Linked DNA regions of Mus musculus: all the other regions are linked to region 4. A link is a contact called in public HiChIP or PLAC-seq and promoter capture Hi-C data. All regions are on one chromosome and are shown on one strand. Each heading gives the region's core, a stretch centred on a gene start, on an enhancer-like site or on the middle of the called end of the contact. The rest is flanking DNA. Distances are from core to core; before and after follow the strand shown. Region 1 has its middle 190 kb from the start of Gm39242. Region 2 has its middle 210 kb from the start of Gm34675. Region 3 has its middle 230 kb from the start of Gm39242. Region 4 holds the start of Zfhx3 (zinc finger homeobox 3). Region 5 has its middle 100 kb from the start of Gm35145.

Region 1 (4,242 bases), core at 592-3,091, 690 kb after region 4:
TTGGCAAGTGTTACACACCAACAATGTGCCACAGAAATTGTGACTTTCCTTTGCAAACTGGGAAAGAGATTTTGCATCAACTTCTTCTGAGAGACGGTGCTGAAGGTGACCCATGATCCCCACAGGAATAGAGCGGCTTCCAGAAAGGATCTTTTGGAGCTAATCTTCCATGCTTATGAGTATTTTCAACTGAGCCTGAAGGATTTCTGAACTTGAGGCCAAGTGTATTGGCTGGTAGTTCTCAAACCCAGAAAGTTTTAGCACTGTTCCATTCACAGATCTTCTGGCCCCTTAAGTTTGACATAGGCAGAGAATTTACATCCCTTTTAAAATATGTTTTCCTAAATTAAAACATTTTTTGTGTGTATGCATATGTGGATATCTTCCTCTATGATCTTCTACCTTATTCTCCTTAGCTGGTATCTGTCACTGAACCTGTAGATTGCCACTTTCAACTGTGTTGGCTTACTGACTGCCAAGCCCCAGAAATGAACCTTCTGTGTGTAGACAAGCGCATGGGCACACACACACCAGCACTAAGGTTAGAGGCATGTGTAGCCATATCCCAGCTTCTTACACAAATGCTGGATATCTAAACTAAGGCCCTCATGCTCAGACAGCAAGTATTCTTACTCACTGAGCGATCTTCCCTTCCTGGGGATTCATACTTTCAACAAAGCCCACTCTGGTGGTGTGCAGATCATGCTTGGGAACGCCTTGCTCGCATCTTGCAAGTACCAGTTAGTGAGAACAAAAGAGTAGGTAGGTGCTCTAAACAGTGTGAGATTCTAAATCATTGTCTTTAGTGGCGGGAGAGGGGGGCGCTTGGGAGGGCGGGGGAGGCTTTCAAAGCACCAGGCAGGCAGTCACTGGAGCTCCCAGAACCCTGGTAATGTGATCAGCATGCATTTAGCTTGCAAACCATCTCGTTTACAGATGGACAAATGCCAGGCGATAAATCAGTGGCAGGGCCCACATAAAAAAAAAACCAAAATTCCAGGCTCCCTAATACCACCATCCAGGTGTGTGCTGACCTATGTCGGCCAATGGGCCATTCTTCATAATATTAAATAATAGCATGTGCTGCCTGCAGGTGATTTTGAGTGGCATCGTGATATATCCCACCGGCATCACAAAAGCAGATGGCTTTCATAGCCATAGATACTCAAGATCTGCTCTATCTATGTACCCACCTTTATTTCAGGCCATTAAAGGGGGCCTCAAGAAATGTAACATCAATATGGGGGGGGGGAAGGCTTCTCTTTCCTGGAGGAGAACAGGGGGTGACCATGTGAGCACAGTGCCATCTCAATAAGCACGCCAAGAAAAATCCCACGGAAATATCTGGGCGGCAATAAACGTGATCTTATCTCAACACTGAAATGGAAAAAGGAGCTGGTCCCCCTAAATCACAGGAGTAATGTGCGGTGGAAAAAGAAAAGGACAACTGTGGACAAACTCAGAGAAGAAAGTTTTATTAATTCTAAATATGCCTTTCCCCCACTGGGTTTACACTAGCATTCCCCCTAATGGGATCCAGATGTTCCGCCAGCCTGGAAGTAGCTACCTAGGAGAAAACAGTAGCTCGCCTCCTTTAAGTTAAAAGGGCGAAATCGTGGCGCTACAGGCTGATTTACAGTTTAGTTCAATCAGCGCCCACAGCACGGAGGGATGGAGAACTGTGGACCGTGGATGAAGGCGAAAGCCCGCCTTGGAAAAGGCTGGCGGCTCAAGAGTTAATGCCAACCTTTCCTGTGAATGCAGCCCTCTGTGTAGTAGCTAATGAAGGTAATGAAATATGACATGTAGTTTGGCCCTTGACCATGGAGTGCACCCCCCGCCCCTCGGCGCTGCGAACAAAGCCAAAACAGATGTAGCGACTTCTGTATGGTTTGGGGTTGGCGTCTGTTACACAGACCAGGTGACCCGCACATTCCCAGAATGTTCACTTCTGACACACGCGGCATTATCTGAGAAGATGCTGCCTTTGTCTGTGAAGTGCGAAGGGGAAGCGAGAGACGGAGGGGTGCAGCTGAGGGGGTGGGGGCAGGGGTGGGGACGGGGTGAGGGTGGAAGCTGAGCTTCCAGGGATGTTCAGCCAAACTCCTGCCCTCTATGCCCTGGTTCTCCTCATTCACTGTGAACTGGAAAAACAACAACAACAACAAATTCTTTCTTGGAGGCAAGGGGGTAGCCTGGCAAATGTGGAATTTGCAGAAAATCTCCTCCGTGCCTTTACTTCTCTCTCCAAAGCAAGGCCCAGGGAATGAGACCCAGGGATGGGAACTAATTGCTGAAGCTACTTGGGCTGGTCACTCTAGTACAAGGACAGAGCAGCCAGCCACTCCTCAGCAAAGGCCGTCCGTATGTCCATATTTCAGGTTTCGTATTTCAGGTTCCCATGCAGACCAAATGGCCGAAATAAAAGCACAGTTCTGGTGACTAAAACCACAGCGCTGGGCTCTGAGGAAATACTAATTGTAGTTGTCATGCTGTCTGGCTTCTTCACTCTTGAGGACCACTGGATAAGGTGGCTGTGTGATGTTTCCCCCACCCCCCCAAGGGATCTTAAGTAATTTTTTTTTTAAAGAACATATCATCAAATCTTGGCCTAAATATAGCATCTTTGTTGGTTTCCCCCCACCCCCAAAGGGATCAGACCTTTGGCAAAGTTAGAGAGAAAGAGAGGAACAGGGAGAAAGAAGAGGAGGGGGAGCCTTGGCAAGTGGGAGCCTGTTCCCAATGTTATTTATTATCTTCAGCAGACACTGACATGTGGCTTTTGAAAGCGGATACTGTACCTTTAACCTTGACTCCAAAAGCATGCTTAATCTGTGATGCAAACCGAGGTTCCAAACTGGAGAGCCTTGGGGTAGTGGCTGGGGGGTGGGGGTGGGGGGGCGGGGGATGGGGGTGTGGCTAGATTTATTTATGAGGCGCGTGGAAAATTTTGACATCACAAGCTATGGCCATTATTCACATGTTACATGACACAAGATTGGCCCTTTTAACGCAGCAACATCACATAAAAATATGATTTTTGTCCTGTGACGGCAGGCTGATCATATAGTGCTCACCTACCTACCCAATGAAATGTAATCTCTTTAGGTCAAAGGCCCCAAGAAAGTGATTCAACTGGGTGGCTCCAGTCTTCCATCAGACTCTAGGAAAACTAAATTCGGATGAGGCTCGATGAGGAACTCAAATTGTAGGAGGGTGTGGATAGATCGCTGAATGGAACAGAGAACATTCTGGAACAGCCCACGAGGCTATCACAGGGCCCTCTCAGCACAGCTCTCCACAGTTGCTCACTGATATAGATCTCATTACAGATGGTTGTGAGCCACCATGTGGTTGCTGGGATTTGAACTCTGGACCTTCGGGTGCTCTTACCCACTGAGCCATCTCACCAGCCCAATGCCAGACTTCTAAATTCTTTTTTTTTTTTCTTTTCTTCAATGGGAAGGTTGGGAGCCAGATAACCCAGGCAGATGCAATAAGAACCCCCAAATGCTAAAAGGTTACATGGCACTGCTGTCCACACAGCAGTGTGTCAGTAAATTTTCCTTCTGTCACAGAAGCACCATTAGGTCATAAGCATCGGTAGGTTGTCACTACTGTACCTCAACAACCACACCCAGGGTTCAGGGCCAACTTCTATAGGGAAGGGATATAGGGAAGGAATTGGTGGGGACCCCAAGAGGCTCCCAATTTTACAAAGCATTCACTAAGATACACTTCAGCCCAAATCCCAACCATGCAAAAGCACACTGCTAATTAAGAAACCAAGAAAAAAAAATCAGGGATAGAGAATAAAAGACATTCAACACTTTCATGTGGCAAAGTCCCCTACTCAAAACGTTCTTCTTCCCATAATTGTATTTATGACACATGGCAATCCTGGTGTAGGTATATGAAGCCCACATTGCAGTTGAGACAACTAATGGTCTAAAACAATGGCTTATCCAGAGCTGGAGAGATGGCTCTGTGATTAAGAGCACTGGCTACTCTTACAGAGGATCCAGATTCAGTTGCCAGTACCCACATGGCCACTCAATCTGTAACACCAGCCCCAGGAGGATCTGCTGCCCTCTTCTGGCCTCTGCAGGCACTGCACATACATAGCACACATACATAAATACAGGCAAACTGAGGTCATATATATGTAAGAGGCTTCGTAGGTTCTGAAGCTTCAGTTGTAACAGCTTTTAACATTTTCTCTTTATCTAATTATTCTGTCTC
Region 2 (3,949 bases), core at 318-2,817, 610 kb after region 4:
AAAGAAAGAAAGAAGGAAGGAAGGAAGGAAGGAAGGAAGGAAGGAAGGAAGGAAGGAAGGAAGGAAGGAAGGAAGGAAGGAAGGAAAGAAAGAAAGAAAGAAAGAAAGAGATCTGCTCCTGCAGGCAGCTGACTCTGCCTGTGGAAAGGGAAAAGAAAATAAAAAGAAAGCAAGACAGCCACCAAGAGCGGACCTTCTGCAGTGAGGGTGACGAAACACTACTGAGGGGTCCTCCTGGAACAAGGCTGAGTGGAGAGACAGCCTAGACACCCATGCTGTGGCTCTCCATGTGGAAGAAAGACCAAAGTGCGTGCACGGTGGAGGGAGAGAGGGAGGCGAAATAACGGGGCTGATGGACAGGAACAATAATTATTTTCAGACCCAAGAGGGCCTTTCTCCTGCAAAGATGGATTAAGTGTGTCACCACGTCGGCTGGCTTGTTTTTCTGTTGCTGCGGTGTGCGCGGCCACAGGAAGCTCCCCCAAAAGAGCTGGTGCTGAGGCTGAAGTGAGAGCTAATGACACCTGTGTGTGCACGGGCTCTAGAGCAACTCAGGACTGCATCCTCCAGGAAGCCCTGGTCTCACACACATCCCGGGGAGAGACTGATTGACAGACACCTGTCAACCACTCAAAACCATCAAGATCTTAAAACGGAAGTTCTGCTGTCTCTCTCTCCATCCGTAGGCTCTGCTGTTGGAGGTGGAAAGGCAGAAGTGTGGTGAGGCCTGGTCTTGAGGCCTACAGATTCCCTGGGAGGTGCCCTGGGCATCCTTTTCTTCCTTCATCTGTGAGGCTAAGCTTAGGTGTCACTCGTGGTATGGCTTTTAAACAACAGTTCTTGGGTGCCCCCACTGATTATCAACCCCTAGGACCATGCTCAGTTTCCAGGCAACCCTCAACGCCTCTCTACTTCCTCGGGAAGCAAAGGCCAACTTCCCGTGGGCCTTTTCCTTAGAAGGTCATCAGTAAATATTCTGAACCCAAATCCAGGCCACTGAAGACTCTGGTCCACCCTTTGCCTTCTGCCCAAGTTGTACCGGAAAATCACCTCCACAGTGGCTTTCTTTGTGTCTTCACATACATTATGAGCCCTCTGTGACTTAATCTGGGGAACCTGCCTATGTCTCATTAACTACTTTGTGCCCACTAGAGGCTTCTTTGAGTGAGGAAATCCTGTGGTCAGAATAGAAGGGGTGGCTGGTTACTCGTGGACAGTTGTCCCGATTTAAGGGTCTGTCCCTGCTCTAGAAACATTCTCCTTATGGAAGAGAAACAGAGCAAGCCACAGCTTAGAATCAGGGTACATACTCTTCCTTCTTAGCTTTATCTCACCCTGGGATTTTTTTTTTCTCCTTTGTTCCACCCTAGAATGGCAAGATGAGCTATCTGGGACTCTTCCAGACCATCCTATAAAACACAGCTCAGTTCATAGCCCTGTTCTGGGCAGCAGGGCACCACCAGTAGCCGTCAGGGCTGTTTCTATTGCGTATGGTACTGCCTAGGGTTATTCCCCACCAACAGGGGCTCATCAGATGTTCAGATCCCCCGGGCTGTACTTATCTGCAAGGACTGGCCCACCAGCCTGGTGACAGGCTAATCTCCAGGCTCAGGGCCCCGAATGAGAATTAGACACCAGCCGCCCCATGCTCTCTTTTGTTTAGAAGAGAGAGAGAGAGAGAGAGAGAGAGAGAGAGAGAGAGAGAGAGAGAGAGAAATAAAATCCTCGATCATTTAGTACAAGTCATTTTACATGCTGGGATAATGAAGTATAAAAATGCCTTCAAAGAACTGATTTCCTACTTTTAAGTCACTGCCAGCCACACTCTTTGTGAGGCCTCTCTGGAACATGCATTTCCGTCCCACTCAAACAAAAGAGCTACGAATTCATTAAACTCTTTAATTATGCCTTCTTATTTTTTCTCTGTTAGCAAGTGCTACCAGCACAAAGTAAATAAAGCCACCGTGGTCTCTCCCCTCTGCAGACACTAACTGTTTTTATTCTTTATTCCGTTTACGATATAAAGGGGCTATTTTTCCCCTCCCTTCTCCTATTCTTGGCCAGTTTCCTAGGACGAGCCCTGCAAAGAGAAGTGCCTAACTATGTATGCAGAGTCTGAAGCCAGTAAAGGAGCGTTGGGCATTGCAAGCACATACCCTAGCCAGCTTTCAAAGTACCCGCAGCCCACAGCAGCCAAACAGGACTTTACAGCCAGGCGCGGAAAAGATATTAGCTTTTTTTTTTTTTTTATACTCTAGTAAATTTGCTTTTTACATCTATTTCTTTTCAGAAGGGCTTGTTATTGAGCTGACTGTCCACAAATTCCATTGATCTCAGGCTGTGACTCAATCCATATGCTCGCGCTTTGACACCGGCACAGCAAGCGAGCCGTACAAATCCTGTTCAGGCTACAAACTTATTGATTTTATAGATTTCCCCCAAAGTTGTGATAATGATATATCATTGTTAAATTTGGTAGAACAAACTGCTTTCCCAATCTGTCAATGCGAGCATGAAAACCAATTCACAGCCTTGTTTAGAAGGCTTTCGCATCCAAGAATAAGTACAGCTAGAGGAAGCAGATCACCGATACCCAGCGACTGGCACCAGCGTGATGTATGATACCTTCCTTGCTGCCCTTTTCTGACCCACAGCACACTGGGCTGCCAGACTTGTACTCACTGGCTACAATTATCCGCAGCGATTCCTCCCCGGGATGTGCAGTATTAATTATTAACTACCGGGAGCAAGCTGCTTGGGTGACCCACATCGGTAGGTTTTAAAAGACAATTTTGGTAATTTTAATATGGGATGCGGATGCACTTGGATAGATTAGCATCCTGGAATTATTGACTCTAGTGGGTCAATTTCTTTATCCCTCTGCCTTTGCTTTCTCACGCTCCGTCTTTAAGAAGGATGGCGGCTGCATCCAGCAGGGGGCAGACATCAGTCATTTCCCTTGGAAAGGACTCATCTTCCCATCCTGCCAAAGCCTGGGTTAGAAGACTCCACCTCCCTCAACCGTATCATCTCCTTTCCTATCAGAGGATGGCTATACCTTGGAGTCTGAGTGGCTTGGTAGGATTGCTTGGACCTTGTTTACCCCAAGGTATTTCTAAATGCACACCCTCTAATATCACAACCTTCCCAACCACCCTCCAAAACACCAGGTCTTCCCATTCACCTTCCAACTTCTCTCTAGTTCTTTAATTCATCAAAGTATCTATTTAAGTCATCTCTACATGCATACTAACATCTCTTCCTCTACTTCCTGATTGCCCAGAACGTATTTTCAACCAGGACTGTGTGATCACCTTGGGTCAGAAGGAAGGGCAATGTACTGACTGTAGATGCCGTCTGAAGTCTGTTCCCATCTCTTCTATAACTTGACTGTCTAGTCTTTCTTCCTTCCCGTGCGTTATCACCCAACTTTGGCTGCCTTTTAGTCCCTCATTCAGAAGTGCACGCCGATCCTCACAATGGCTAACCTTTTACTCTGTTAATTAGAAGAATTTATCAAAACAAATGAAGACCTAGCAAGAAAGCTCATTTCTTCAGATAAAAATCTAGATCTTGATGAGAATCTTGTATTGCCTTGTTTTTCTTTGCTTGCTCCATTTTGTTTCGTTTAAAGAGGTCTTGTGTAGCTCAGGCTAGCTCAGACTCATTCTATGGCCGAGGATGTAAATCATTGTCCTTCTGTAATCTACCTTCTCAGTGCTGGGACTAGAGGTATATTCCGCCACACCCAGCTTCCATTGCCCATGAAAGGAATTTTCTGTCTTCTCTCTATCTCTGTCGGGCATGCCTGAAGTCGAAGCCCTTCCTCCTTTGAGAATACCATGCCAACCCTTAATCTCCCTGCTGGATCCAAGCAGGACGCCACGAGAAATGTGGCATTATCGCGCCATAGTACTTAGCTGAAATTTCAAACACTCGCCTCCTCATA
Region 3 (4,195 bases), core at 81-2,580, 650 kb after region 4:
TGGTTTTACACCCAAGGCCTGTTTCCACCCCCAATCACTCTACTGTTCACTGCGTATAGAGCTTAGAGACGTCTTCCTTCACACGAAGCCATCGTCCCTCCCTGTTCTTCCCCATCACTTTCCTTCAGCTTAGTAAAGTCTTCCCAGCATCTCAACCTATACTCAACCCAGCCCAGCCATCCCAGCTTCTAGCTCACCCCACTCCCACGTGGTTCCCTAGCTTGCCTTTCAAAAACACACACTGGATCATAAATAAAATGCAAGTACCTTTGTTCAGAAGGCATATTACCTGGAATCTTTCCCTCACTCGCTTTTCTAAATCATCCCTAGTTCTAACATCTCAAATACATTCCCTCCATCCTATTAGATGATTCACCACTTCTCATGTTCATGCTGTGCTTTTATCTAGCTGTGCTCTCTGGACCCTCATTGCTTGGACTGGCCGCCGAACCCCCTTCATGCTCCAGGGCCCAGCCTAAGAACATCCCCGGGTGTATTAGAACTCCCTTCCTGAACCCCTTGAAATAATGTCACCCAACTATTAGTCCCTCCCTCACTGGGAGCCACGCAATGCACATAGCTTCTGTGGTGCTTTTCCATAATGCTCAGATGTCTTTATTGCGTTATTAATTAATACCTAGCTTTAATTGTGTTATTATAAAATACAATTTGAAGCTTTCAAAAAGAGGCGTATGGTGATAGAATAAAGTGAAAAGGAAAGTGTCAGTATGGTTAAAACAAACCAGGCAAACCTAACGAATCACAAGCTTTGTGGGAAACATGAGACGGTCCTAGAGAAAGCGTGGCAATCTCAAGCCAAACGCCGTGGGTACAGGCAGTCCGTACCATCTTGGTCTTCCCATGCAGTGTGGGTAAATGCAAAGAACAAGTTAAAGGAAGAAATGTGAAGTTCCATTCAGACAACAGTAAATGATTCTACTAGAAAGGACGCCTGGATTGTCCTGAACAGCAACATATGTGAACGTGGGCCACATTGCTCACACAACAGTGGGGGGTTTCATTAAACCAATGGGAAGAAACCATCTACTGGGCTTGCTGCAACATACCTAACTAACCTCAAGGACGGTGAACACGCCAGTGCCTGAGCATTGCATTCGTCCATCCAGCCGTTCGTCTATTCCACCGAGAACATTCCCCTTTGCAGGGTGAGGGGATGTACCTTACCTCTGAGACGCAACTGCACAGGAAGGAACTCAACAGCAGCAAGGAAGAAACCAGTGGAGACTGACAGCTTCCTCTGGGCTGGTGGGTTGCGTTTGAAGAGCCCTAGATGGTGACAAAGCACATCCAACCCACGCCCAGCAGTGAAAGGAAACTGAACTGTGAAAGTGTGGGGTGGAAGAGGTTGGGGTGCAGCGTCTGCAGACACCCAGCTCCACTCTACCAACTTTATTAAGAATCAAGAAAGCGAGGGGGAAGATCTTATTACTATTATCATGATAATGGCGTTTGCAGATGACACTAAACTGGGAGGTGTTCTAAGAGCAGCTAAGACTGGCACACAATGCCACAGCCGGAGTGTGGCTCTCAGAGAGACGTCAAAATTCACACAATGAAGCATCAAATGCGGCAGCTCCACTCCGTCTGGGGATGAATATGCTTAAAGGTGGCATCAGACTTGAATGGGATTCCTAGATGGCAGGGAAGGTTAAAACCTGGAGAACAACATAGGACTGGGAGGGAAGAGCGGAGAAAGAGTCTTCCTTCAGTACTTCTCAGAGACAGTACTATTTTTGAGCCAGGCACACGGGCATCCCCAGCCGGGACTCCAAGAGTCAGCCCCTCTGCCTCGGCACTGAGACCAGTACTGGAATGCTGCAGGCAATTAGGGGTAATGCGATGCCTCGGTGGGAATTTCGAAGAGAAAAGAAAAACAAATCAAAGGGAGTGAAATATGAGGAAAGACACAGGCGATAAAATGCACATAATTTGACTAAATAACAACCTAAGGGACCAAGATAACCATCTACATAGCTTGAGAATCCAAAATGGGGGGTGGGGGTGGGGGGCTCGAGGTTGACTGGCCTGGGCGGTAATCCTAAAGAGTGCATTGAGTCGCATCCATTTGAAAACTTGAGAGAAAGGCAACATTTTGGATCCATTTAATCAAAGCGGGGATAGGGGGTGGGGGGACTCTGGCGGGGGGGAAAACTCAGACCTGGGTTTCCAGAAATTATGCATGACTCAAAACCATTTTTCAAATTGTGTGGACAACTTCTGGAAGAAACCCAAAGGCCACTGGAATGGGGGCTTCGAATCTAGAGCTGCAAAACCACCCATTCATTGGCAGAAAAGTCCGGAGGGGCATTTAATGACAAGGAGGGCTATGTGCCTACGCTGTACTTGACAGTGCCGATAAGGTTTTGAACAACAACAAATTATACAAATATAGCAGTAAAATAGATTAGAGAGCTTTGAGCAGAAAAGGCACTATTTAATGGAAAACCATTGAAAGGTTTTAAGTAAGCAACATAATGCACTGTGCTTTTAAAAACATGGAATCAACACCCCCAGTCAGTGGGCAACATTGTGCAGCAGCTTTCACGTGTCCAATCCTTGTCCCCATAGGACTCGAGACTTCAATCCATGTATGACTATGCATGTGTGTATATAGAGGGCAGTGCATACGGACATACTCATATACATATCTTAGCATATATTTTATTTTAAATAAATATTTTAAGAACAAAGAGGCTGGGAGACGGGTCAGCCAGTCGCGTGTTTGCCTCAGTAGCACAAGCACCTGATTCTGGCTCCCGGGATCCACATTTTAAAAGCTGGCTATGGTAGTACATGCTCATTTGTAAGCATCTCCCCGTGCTGGGGAGATGCAGAGCTAGGGCTCGGAGACCAGCTAGCCTGGCCTCCTGAGTGAATTCCAGGTTAGTGAGAGGCAGCTCTCAAAAGAAAAAGAGATGGACTACAGCCAAGAAACAACACCTGTGGTTGCCCTCTCTTTGAGACACACACATGCACACACCTGCAGACACATGAACACAAATGCATGCACAGACATACACATTTTTAAATATTTAATAATGCTTTATATTTTATAGTCACAGTGTCTCACCTTTAGAAAATGGAACCAGGAGTCAGAACACAGAGTAAGCTGTCTTCTGAGGATACTGGCTTCTTAAGCCCCTAATCTCAAGGCCCTGAGCCTCCACCTGCCTTTGAGCCCTTCTTTAGCTCGAAGATCCTCTGTGTCACAGACACCTGCCATCACGTCCATAGACTCACTGTCCCAGTGTTGGACTGTCACTGGACCTGGAATATCTATACATTTATAGGCTCATCTTCTAAGAAACTTCCAAAAGACCCCCTGTACAAATACCAATTAGTATGGGATCACAAGTCTAAGACATGAATTCTAGTGGCCATATCCAAACCAAAGCAAGGTAATGTCACCACCAAGGGACATTTACACGCACACCCCCACACACACACAAACACACATTCGGTACCTTAGGAAATGCACATCGTTAGGAAATACATACAGAAAATATGAAACTAACAAACATCTAGTCTCGTCTCTGACTAGCCATATGTCAGCCTTGATTCCTCTAACATTTTCAGGGACATCGAGTGTACAATCCTCATGAGTCTACCTGCTGGCTAAAACAGTCTTACAACTCTAAGCTCAGTACCCACAGAGCGTCCACGAGTCACCTGGTGTGACATGCGCAGAGCAATTCTGACTTTGAGACTGCTCAGGTACGACTCCAGATGACTTGGATGAAGGTGGTGTTCTCCTCTGAGCACTTGCCTGGTGAACAGACGTCCTTCTGCAGGCTTAGTGCTACTTTTTGTGTGTGTGCTGTTTCTTAGTGATTTTGTAGCTTCCAATGACCCCTGCGTGCAGTGAGGCACTGTGATGTGCCTAACCGGAGAAAATATGTGTGTTAGATAAGCTTTGTTCGGCCATGAGTTATAGCACTGTTCCCTCCGAGTGCAGTGTTAATGAACCAACAATATATATTAAATAAGGTGTTTTTAAACAGAAACACATAAAACAAGGTTATATATTGATAGGTTGACAAAATGTTGTGACCAGAGGCTGGCAGGGCCGCAACCCTGTATTTCCCTTAGGAGCAATGGTTCAGTGTGCACTAACTCAATATTTGAAGGAACTTCACCGACCAGAGCTGCTGCAAGAGATGAGAATCAACAATGT
Region 4 (3,828 bases), core at 34-2,533:
CCTTCGTACTTCCCGCCCCCCAAAATAAATGCTGTACCGGTTCTGGCAGAAGAACAAACCGAAATTAGAGAGCAGCCAGGCCAAGATGATCTCCATAGGTCCCGCCAGCTCTGCCCTGATTCTCTCTTTAATTACTCCCCAAACAGGCACATTCTTCACATTGCTGCAAACTGACCAGCGACTTCTAACACACTCTCACTCTCTCTCTCTCTTTCCTTCATAACCGCCCCCCCCCCCGGCAGCTGAAGGTGTGTTTTAGACCAAAGAATCCAAAGTTCTCAATGGCACCAGTACCCCCAAGTATTAACAAGGTAGGAACTAACCCAAAAGCAGGAGGAGGAGGAGGAGGAGGAGGTCGGGAAGGAAAAGCAAGAGGAGATAGGAGGAAGAACGTACTCTGGTGCCCAGCAGACTCTAAGCCACTCTCTCCCCAGGTAGGTTCCTCCTGGAGTCTAGGAGTTCAAGTGCATCCAAGCCTGCCCTTCCCCCACACGCCCCAAGAGAATGGGAAGTTCAGCCAAGACTCACTCGCAGCACCTGCCTCCAGCGCTAGGCCGGCTGCGAGCGGCGCGGCGGGGGAGGGAGGCTGCACTCACCTGGCACACAAAGCCTCCGTACACCTCAGGAGGAAGGAGGCACTCGGAGGTCCGGGGGCCACCACGCCGGGCAGCGCGACAACGGGAGATTCCAGTGGCAGCGGAGCCCCGAACTTACCCACCCCAGGCGGCATTCTCCCCACCTCCCGCTGCCCCCCGGGCTCGGCGGTGGCGCAGGCTAGGAGCGAGGGGCCTGGCGGCAGGGGCGGGGCGCGCATGGTGGCGGCCCGGGGCTGGCGATCTGCGGGCTGCCCCGGGGAGGGAGGTCCCCCAGGCGCGGCGGGGATTCACCCACGGGGCGCGGCGCTGCGTCCCGGTCCCCGTCCCGGCCTGCCCGCCTCTCTCCTCCTCCTGCGCCGCCCGCTCGCCCGCCCGCCCGCCCGGAATCGCTTTATGTAAATGAAGCTCAACTCGCAGTTTGCAGCGCGCACCGCCCGAGGAAGGGGGGCGGGCGGGGCGGGGGGCCTTCGGGGATCCACATTACACAGCAACAAAGCGGAAGGTTAATTTGAAACTCACAGCCCCGCAGCCTCTCGGCTCCCCGGGCAAAGCCTGACATCTACAGTCGCGCTGGGCGCAGGCCGGGCTGCTCGCGGTGGCCGCGCCCGCGCGCCTGCGGGGACCTGGGGACATAGACGCACAAACACACAGGAGCAGGGCCGGAGCTGCCGGGCCCGGGCTCCCAGCACCAGCCTTGGAGGCGGCCTGGGCCGCACTCGCCTGGGGACAGGAGCCTTGGCTGCCCTGGCCTGCACCAACCCAGGAACCGGCCCGGCAGGAACAAAGCCGCGTCCCCGCGAGGCACTGACCGCACCGCTCATCAAAAGTCAAAGGCCGGCCTGGAAGAAACGGACGCGCCTTCGGCCACCCCCAGTCTCTCCCCCAAAAGAGAAGAACAAGCAGTCGGGGCCTCCGAACCCTGATCCATCAGTCTCTGGGCCCTGTCCACGTCAGAGCCAGGCCACTCTAACATGGGGACTTTAGCCAATGTGGACAGGAATTTATTTGAAACACACACCCATCCTATTAACTGCTTCACAGAGCACTTCTGTTTTTCAGCTGCAGAAACTTACGAAAACATCCCCTACTCACTCACTCTCCATTGAGAGTTTAAGGACAGTTTCTAAGGAGAGGGGGAGAAGAGGAGAGCAAGAAACGACTAGAAAAGGCCAAGCAGCCTGGAACCACCCGCTGTCAGGATCAGGAGACTGCCCTTAGGAGCCACAGAGCATTTCAGACAGGGCAAGAAAGGTGGCCCGGCTCAAGACGATTCTACCACCAGGATCAAACCCAACGGGGCTACCTCGGCTGGTCACAGCGACAGCTGGGCACTTCTAGGTCTCCCAAGGTTCACCTTTGGCGTTCTGTTATGCAAAGGCAGGCCCCCTTGAAATCTCACCGGAAGGCTCCAGTCCTCTCAGACAGAATTCCACCCTCCTCCTAAATCTAGTCTTCATTCCCAGCATAGAAAGACACCTGCTTTTTCTCTTTCTGAAAACCAGCCACCCAGGCTGCCCCCGGCAGCCGCGAGTCTTTTCCTACTGCACAATAATGAACCATGCAAGTGTTAGAAATATAATAAGCTCACCCGGCGAAGAGCAGAATGTATGGAATCGTATTTGCATTAAACACACACTAACAGGGAGGAAAGGGGGAGGCTTGCTTGGTGAAAACTACAGGGCCCCAATGTAGGAAGCATTTTGGTACAATAGAATTCGGTTTCAAATCGATGTAAATACCTAACCTGTTGGGCGCAGTCTGTTACCCTGTCTATATTTTAGCACAAGAAAAAAAAAAAAGATTGCAATCGCCGTCTCCCTTCCCCCACCCCAAGCTAGGACCTTGGGAGAAAAGAGCTGCCTCTGGGGAATCATGTCTGATTAGGGACAAAGGAGGGCAGAGGCCAAATTTAGTCAAACTTGGGGAAGGGGGAGAGCAGGTCTGGGGGGGTTGGGGGAGGATGGGTTTTTGAGCCAGAGTATGGCCTCCATAGACCTGCTTCAGGCTGCCTGACCTCGGGCTCAAGAACAGGTGGTGTTTTCAAAACACACTGTTATTTATGTTAGCCACACGAGTCAGGAACACCTTAAAGAAAACCAATTAATAATTTAATTGAAAAAGTGGCAATGAATAATGCATAAAGACGAGGAGATAGGCAAGGTGGGGGGGGGGAGAATCTCCTCTCAGAAGATGACCCCCCCCTCCAGAAATCTCTTTGGGAAAACAGAGATTCCAGACCCTCAGCCCTCACCTGGAAGCTACAGGCTGAAGATGCAAAGCCAACAGGAAACTGCTTTCCACTCCTGGAAAACTGAATTTTGCAGCTTCCTCATGAGTTTTATTCACGGGACAGCCTCAGAATCTTGTAAGGAGGTGAGTATAGGTGGGGGCATGGGATACACATTTTGACAAAATGAAAGCTAGAAAGGGAAAAAAAAACACCCCACAAGACAGGATCTAAAGTAATGAGAGATCCTGAGGAGGGGGTGGCAGTAGAGGGCCTCTGCCTTGATCCTGCCTCTGTCCCAGGCCCTGGGTCAGGCCTTCTACACCTCAGAAGCCTGACAAGCAGAAAAAAGAATGACCCTGATCCCCTTTCTTTATCTCAACCCTGCAATAACTACATGCATGACGAGGCCTACTCAAGCCTGTCTTTGTTTAGACAAAAATTTAACTTGGAGAGCCACAGGCAGGTAACCTACAGCCTGGAGACCGTCGTGAACAGGATGGACTGTGAAAAAAAAAAAAAGCTGGGGTGCTCCTGCCTCGGGGGTAACTCATTTCCATCCAACCAAAACAAGAGGGAATTCACAAGGCCCACGCTCACATAATGAAACCGTCAATTTCTCCGAAATCCACGTTGCCAATTCTGTCCCCAGACTCAGGACAGGGCAGCTGTCTGATGTTAAACCCAGGCCTGCCCAGCACTGACAGCCTGATATTCTGGGGCAGCACCCAGGACGCAAGGACAAAATAGAGCCACCGCCAGAAAAGGCAGGCCCCTTCACGGGTTTCTCACCGCCCTTTCCTTCCCTGGCCTCAGCTCCCTCACTCGCTCGCTCGCTCGCTCGGCTAGAAAGCCTCACTGACAGCCAAAGGATAAATATTTAAAAATAAACCAGGGAATGCTAGCCCCTTCTCTTCTCCTCCCCTTACCCATTCTCCGAGCCAGAGGTCTGCCCACGAACGCTTGAACGCTTAGCTGGCTGATAAATGACACCTCTCCAACCCA
Region 5 (3,811 bases), core at 951-3,450, 650 kb before region 4:
AACCAACTGACTGACCAAAAGAAAAAGAAAACCAAAACCCGACGAAACTGAAAAAATAAAGCTCCCAAAAAGCAAAGCAAAACCAAGAGAGGATGAGAAAAACTAATGACGAGAAGTAGAACTGTCTGTCCACTCGCTACACTCTGGCCCACTTTGTGCTGTAAGGCGCTGGTCACTCAAAAGTGGAGGTTGCAGGATTCCAGACCTCCAGAAACTATTCAAACAAACAAGAGATGCAGAAATGGCGATGAAGGAAGGGCTCAGCACTTGCCCTGCACTGATACACCAGCGATGTAGAAGTTCAGTGTCCCCAGGGAGTCCCCCGCACCATCCACCGAAGACTTGGGACTAGGCATGCTTCCAAGTCCACAGGAGGCCCCTGAAGGCCAGGCAGTGAGCTGCCAAAGTGAGGACTATTCGTGTATCTTTCTCTTCTCTCTTGGATTGCCTCATCTCCAAAATGACTGCCCTGCTGAAAATGAATAAAGGGCCAACTTACTCACAAATCTGGGACATAGTTTTAAGCCGAATCCTGCTCTTCCTAGAAGAAATGTATATTGGGGTGTGTGTGGGGGTGCAGTATAACATTACTTAGGACCTGGGAAAGAATAGAACCAGCAGCAAGCCAATAAATTCACTCACAGGTTAGGAAATTCTCATTACTTTGAAATCAGCTCCATCCTTCAGATCTTGACTATCAGGCAGATTTTTTTTCCCCTCCATTTTAGTGAACTTGCTAGAAAAAAAAAGAAATGCTGTGATTTCAAAAACCAACATATGGCTTGATCCTTTACGGAGAGCTAAGGGCAATTTACATCTGTTACCCTTATATAATTTCTTCCAAATTTTCCTTCTCGGGCAATGGAGGCAGCTCAGTTGGTGAAGTGCTGACCAGATTCTCATTCGTCTCTACCAACCATGCAGACGAGCACTGCTTAGCTGGCTGGCCAGAAGAGCTCAGAAGCAGCTCTGCAGATTGTGTGTCTAAATATTTTAAAAAATTAAAAACGAAATGGTTGGCGTGAAGCACATTCTGACTTCAAACTCTGATAAATATCTATCTTCCCAACAGCCTGGAAGGCCACGTTCTAGTAGGAACCTTTAGACTGTAGACTGTAAGAGGCCCAGAGGGGTAGTTAGCAGGTCCCAGACTGTAAATCCTTCCTTTCCCTTACCCTAGTCTTATCTCTTGCTGTGAATGTTTTTACACACTTGTCAAGGACGCTGCTTACACACCTAACATCCCTCCCCACTTCTGTACACAGTTATTATCTTGTCCCCCTTGGCTCCTAGTCCAGCTTTCTGATGCAGACCAAAAGGGTGGTCTCAGAGAAGACTCCTGTACAGGCCCTAGGGGCAAGCTTGAAAGTCAAGAGTCCTAGAGAATGAAATGTGGTTTGGAAGTGGAGAGGGTCTTAGCAGTGAGTGGATTCCCCACCTTTCTTGATCCAAGGGCTCCTTATACAATGTGGAAGCATGAGGCAGGGCTGGGTCACAGCTCTCTAAGATGGAGTCCAGAACAGGGGCCCCGAGGCTCTTCCTCCTGACTCTGTACTCTGCTGTTGCCAGTGTGGAGAGTATGTGCAAACTCTCTTAAATCTAAGAGCTTCAGTTTCCTGGGCTATAGAAGGGATCATAAAGTGGCTACGGATGTCACTATACATGCTGGTAAAGAAGTATAAATATATTTAATACTGTGTGGGAGAACGCTCTATAAAGATATCATTTCCTAGTCATGAGTTATTCTTGCGCTATTTTTCTTCCCATTTTTACCATGTACTAAATCAAAGGGCAACACGGCTGCTGACCGCGCACACATTTCCATGTTCTCATGGACATATAATCAAAAAAAAAAAAAAAAAAAAAAAAAAAAGCAAAAATGGAGGTATGATGACAATCGAGGTGGGAGTTAATAAATACCGCTTAGATTTTATTTTCCCCAAACCTGATGATTCTTCCAGGGCCAGGTTCATTTCCTGAAGCCTGTGGAGGTGCGCTAATTTGCATAAGTGATCTAGGCTCCCGTATGGATGTTGTGTAAGGGACATTACTCTTCTGCTACCAGGCGGGATGACTGTCGTATTATTCAGGAAGCCGAATGAAATCTCATCGGCTCAGCAGGCAGAGAATAGCAGCGTACCTTTGTGGCGGAGGCAGACAGCGGAATGAGCGGGGTGTGCCCGGGAATGAATCACGCCATGAGCCTCTGCATCCATAAAAATGAGGCTGATCTCGGGTCAGGCGGGCGGGTGATGTGTCACAGAGGCAGGTTAAACTGACTCGACCCTCTGGCTGGCTGATTTGAAGCTGACAAAAGGGGCCGTGCTGTGGCTCTGGGCTCTGAATCTCTTTCTATTGTCTCAGGCCATTTTGAACTAGGAAAATTTCTGGATGTTTCCCCCCCGCCCCGCTCTTAGGATTTTTTTTTCCTTCTTCTCTAATAAAATCCGTTTTATTCCTATTTGCACAGAAATTCAAATCAGTTTTATTCTTGGGGTAAGTATTTTGGAAAGTTGCAGGGGCTGTATATTTACATACATCCCCCCCCCCTTTTTTTTAAATCTTGCTAAACAGAACAAATCTGTCCTATTTCTGCTTTTGCTTTTCAAAAGCAATTACTACCCTGCCATTTCTAGACATTCGGGCAGAAGAGACTGCCTTGATTACCCATCCGTCCGTGTCCCTCCCCCTTTCGGCTTCTGCACTGCTAGGGAAGGATTCAATTAAATGAGGTGTCAGCAGAGTTACAATGGTTTCAGGTCATAGACGGCGGGGGGCGGGGGGGGAGCTGCAGAGCCCTCCACAGCTGCCCCATGTATGTAAATGTATACATTTATGTGAGGGTTGTCACTTGCGGGACTTTCTCCTCCAGCTCTTCCCTGATCAAAGGTGATTGCTCAGGCAATCACTGCAAGGAAAGATTGAGCCAGGGCCCCACGTTCTTGTGCTGTTGGGGTTTAATTGTTTGGAATAATGGTACGTGGGTGTCTCTCTTTTGCACAGGCACACACAAAATTTTGCAAATGGCTGTGCCAGCACACAGAGGATAGCCTTGTAGGAAAAGATCCACTTGCCCCTTCCATCCTTAAGAATTACATGTACACAGTGCTATCTGCGACAGAAGGCAGTCACCAGCAATCGCAGCAAAAGCAACGTGGCAGCTCACATTAAAGTTACATTTTTGGAAAAGATTCGACATTTTTATTTTCATACAAATAGTTTATACAGAGAAACAGCTACAGTTTTAAAAAAAATGGGAAAAGGATACAGGAGAAGCCACAGCAACAAAACACACAGATTCCCTAAACTGTTCCTGTTGTTAGGTTTGTCCTTCTGTGTACAACCACGGAAATCCCAGGTCTCTGTGCAAACACTTCATGTGAAAAAAAAAAAAAAAACCTCTCAGATCCATTTTGCTTTGTGTAGACGGCTACAAGGACACCCTGAGTAGTCTACCCTCTTCACAGCATTCTAGGCGATTCTGTTTTTGTTCTCGTATGACACAGGCGTGAAGAGGTATTTTAACTTGCACCAACAAATGTAATGAGAGATCCTCAATGCAGAAAATTCGATCTCGCTCCATAATTCTGTGTCTGGGAGCCAGCCCGACACTCCCGTCATGGGCTCTGGCGAGTCCTTGGTCACACACAGAACACAGGCTCTGCACTTCTGCGCTCATTTCAGCCTCCCGAGGCCTGTCAAATTTTAATTATTATTATTATTATTTGGATTAATTGGTTCCTTCTTGGGTGAAAGAGAGAACGGTGGGTGGACCTCCCTCCCTGCTGCTACATCAGCGCTGCAAAGCAGG

What was found. Promoter capture Hi-C pulls out the DNA fragments that hold promoters and counts their contacts. HiChIP or PLAC-seq counts read pairs in DNA pulled down with a chosen protein or histone mark.
Region 1: a contact with region 4 is called in an H3K4me3 HiChIP or PLAC-seq map of embryonic limb bud, with 7 times the contacts expected there. The contact joins the enhancer-like site here to the promoter of Zfhx3 in region 4. A contact is called at or near these places in 4 of 39 promoter capture datasets (cranial neural crest, frontonasal cranial neural crest, maxillary cranial neural crest and 1 more), 3 of 484 Hi-C or Micro-C datasets (embryonic fibroblasts and embryonic limb bud), 8 of 115 datasets of contacts at active chromatin or transcription factors (craniofacial prominence, differentiating embryonic stem cells, embryonic forebrain and 5 more) and 2 of 9 other capture datasets (embryonic tail and embryonic trunk).
Region 2: a contact with region 4 is called in an H3K27ac HiChIP or PLAC-seq map of stem cell-derived neural progenitor cells, with 4 times the contacts expected there. The contact joins the enhancer-like site here to the promoter of Zfhx3 in region 4. A contact is called at or near these places in 1 of 39 promoter capture datasets (hippocampal neurons), 1 of 484 Hi-C or Micro-C datasets (stem cell-derived motor neurons), 12 of 115 datasets of contacts at active chromatin or transcription factors (astrocytes, craniofacial prominence, differentiating embryonic stem cells and 9 more) and 1 of 9 other capture datasets (pancreatic islet).
Region 3: a contact with region 4 is called in a promoter capture Hi-C map of second pharyngeal arch cranial neural crest. The contact joins the enhancer-like site here to the promoter of Zfhx3 in region 4. A contact is called at or near these places in 4 of 39 promoter capture datasets (cranial neural crest, frontonasal cranial neural crest, maxillary cranial neural crest and 1 more) and 6 of 115 datasets of contacts at active chromatin or transcription factors (craniofacial prominence, embryonic forebrain, embryonic hindbrain and 3 more).
Region 5: an HNF4G HiChIP or PLAC-seq map of pancreatic cancer cells shows a contact between it and region 4. The contact joins the enhancer-like site here to the promoter of Zfhx3 in region 4. A contact is called at or near these places in 8 of 115 datasets of contacts at active chromatin or transcription factors (embryonic fibroblasts, embryonic forebrain, embryonic hindbrain and 5 more).

The regions. Positions count from the first base shown.
Region 1 is chr8:108,025,295-108,029,536 of GRCm38.p6, reverse strand. No RefSeq gene overlaps it. Among named protein-coding and RNA genes, the nearest start is that of Gm39242, 190 kb to the right of the region's middle. Within about 2 kb of position 1,841, at least 36 of the 459 cell types and tissues checked have an H3K27ac peak or open chromatin away from gene starts, as enhancers often do. A contact at or near this core is called in craniofacial prominence, embryonic limb bud, neural tube and 1 more, where this site is marked.
Region 2 is chr8:108,100,284-108,104,232 of GRCm38.p6, reverse strand. No RefSeq gene overlaps it. Among named protein-coding and RNA genes, the nearest start is that of Gm34675, 210 kb to the left of the region's middle. Within about 2 kb of position 1,567, at least 29 of the 459 cell types and tissues checked have an H3K27ac peak or open chromatin away from gene starts, as enhancers often do. A contact at or near this core is called in embryonic basal ganglia, embryonic forebrain and stem cell-derived neural progenitor cells, where this site is marked.
Region 3 is chr8:108,066,031-108,070,225 of GRCm38.p6, reverse strand. No RefSeq gene overlaps it. Among named protein-coding and RNA genes, the nearest start is that of Gm39242, 230 kb to the right of the region's middle. Within about 2 kb of position 1,330, at least 8 of the 459 cell types and tissues checked have an H3K27ac peak or open chromatin away from gene starts, as enhancers often do. A contact at or near this core is called in craniofacial prominence and second pharyngeal arch cranial neural crest, where this site is marked.
Region 4 is chr8:108,712,099-108,715,926 of GRCm38.p6, reverse strand. Zfhx3 (zinc finger homeobox 3) reads right to left here and starts at 1,283. Exons shown (of 10, transcript NM_007496.2): 1 at 597-1,283.
Region 5 is chr8:109,359,495-109,363,305 of GRCm38.p6, reverse strand. No RefSeq gene overlaps it. Among named protein-coding and RNA genes, the nearest start is that of Gm35145, 100 kb to the left of the region's middle. Within about 2 kb of position 2,200, at least 64 of the 459 cell types and tissues checked have an H3K27ac peak or open chromatin away from gene starts, as enhancers often do. A contact at or near this core is called in embryonic forebrain, forebrain, neural tube and 1 more, where this site is marked.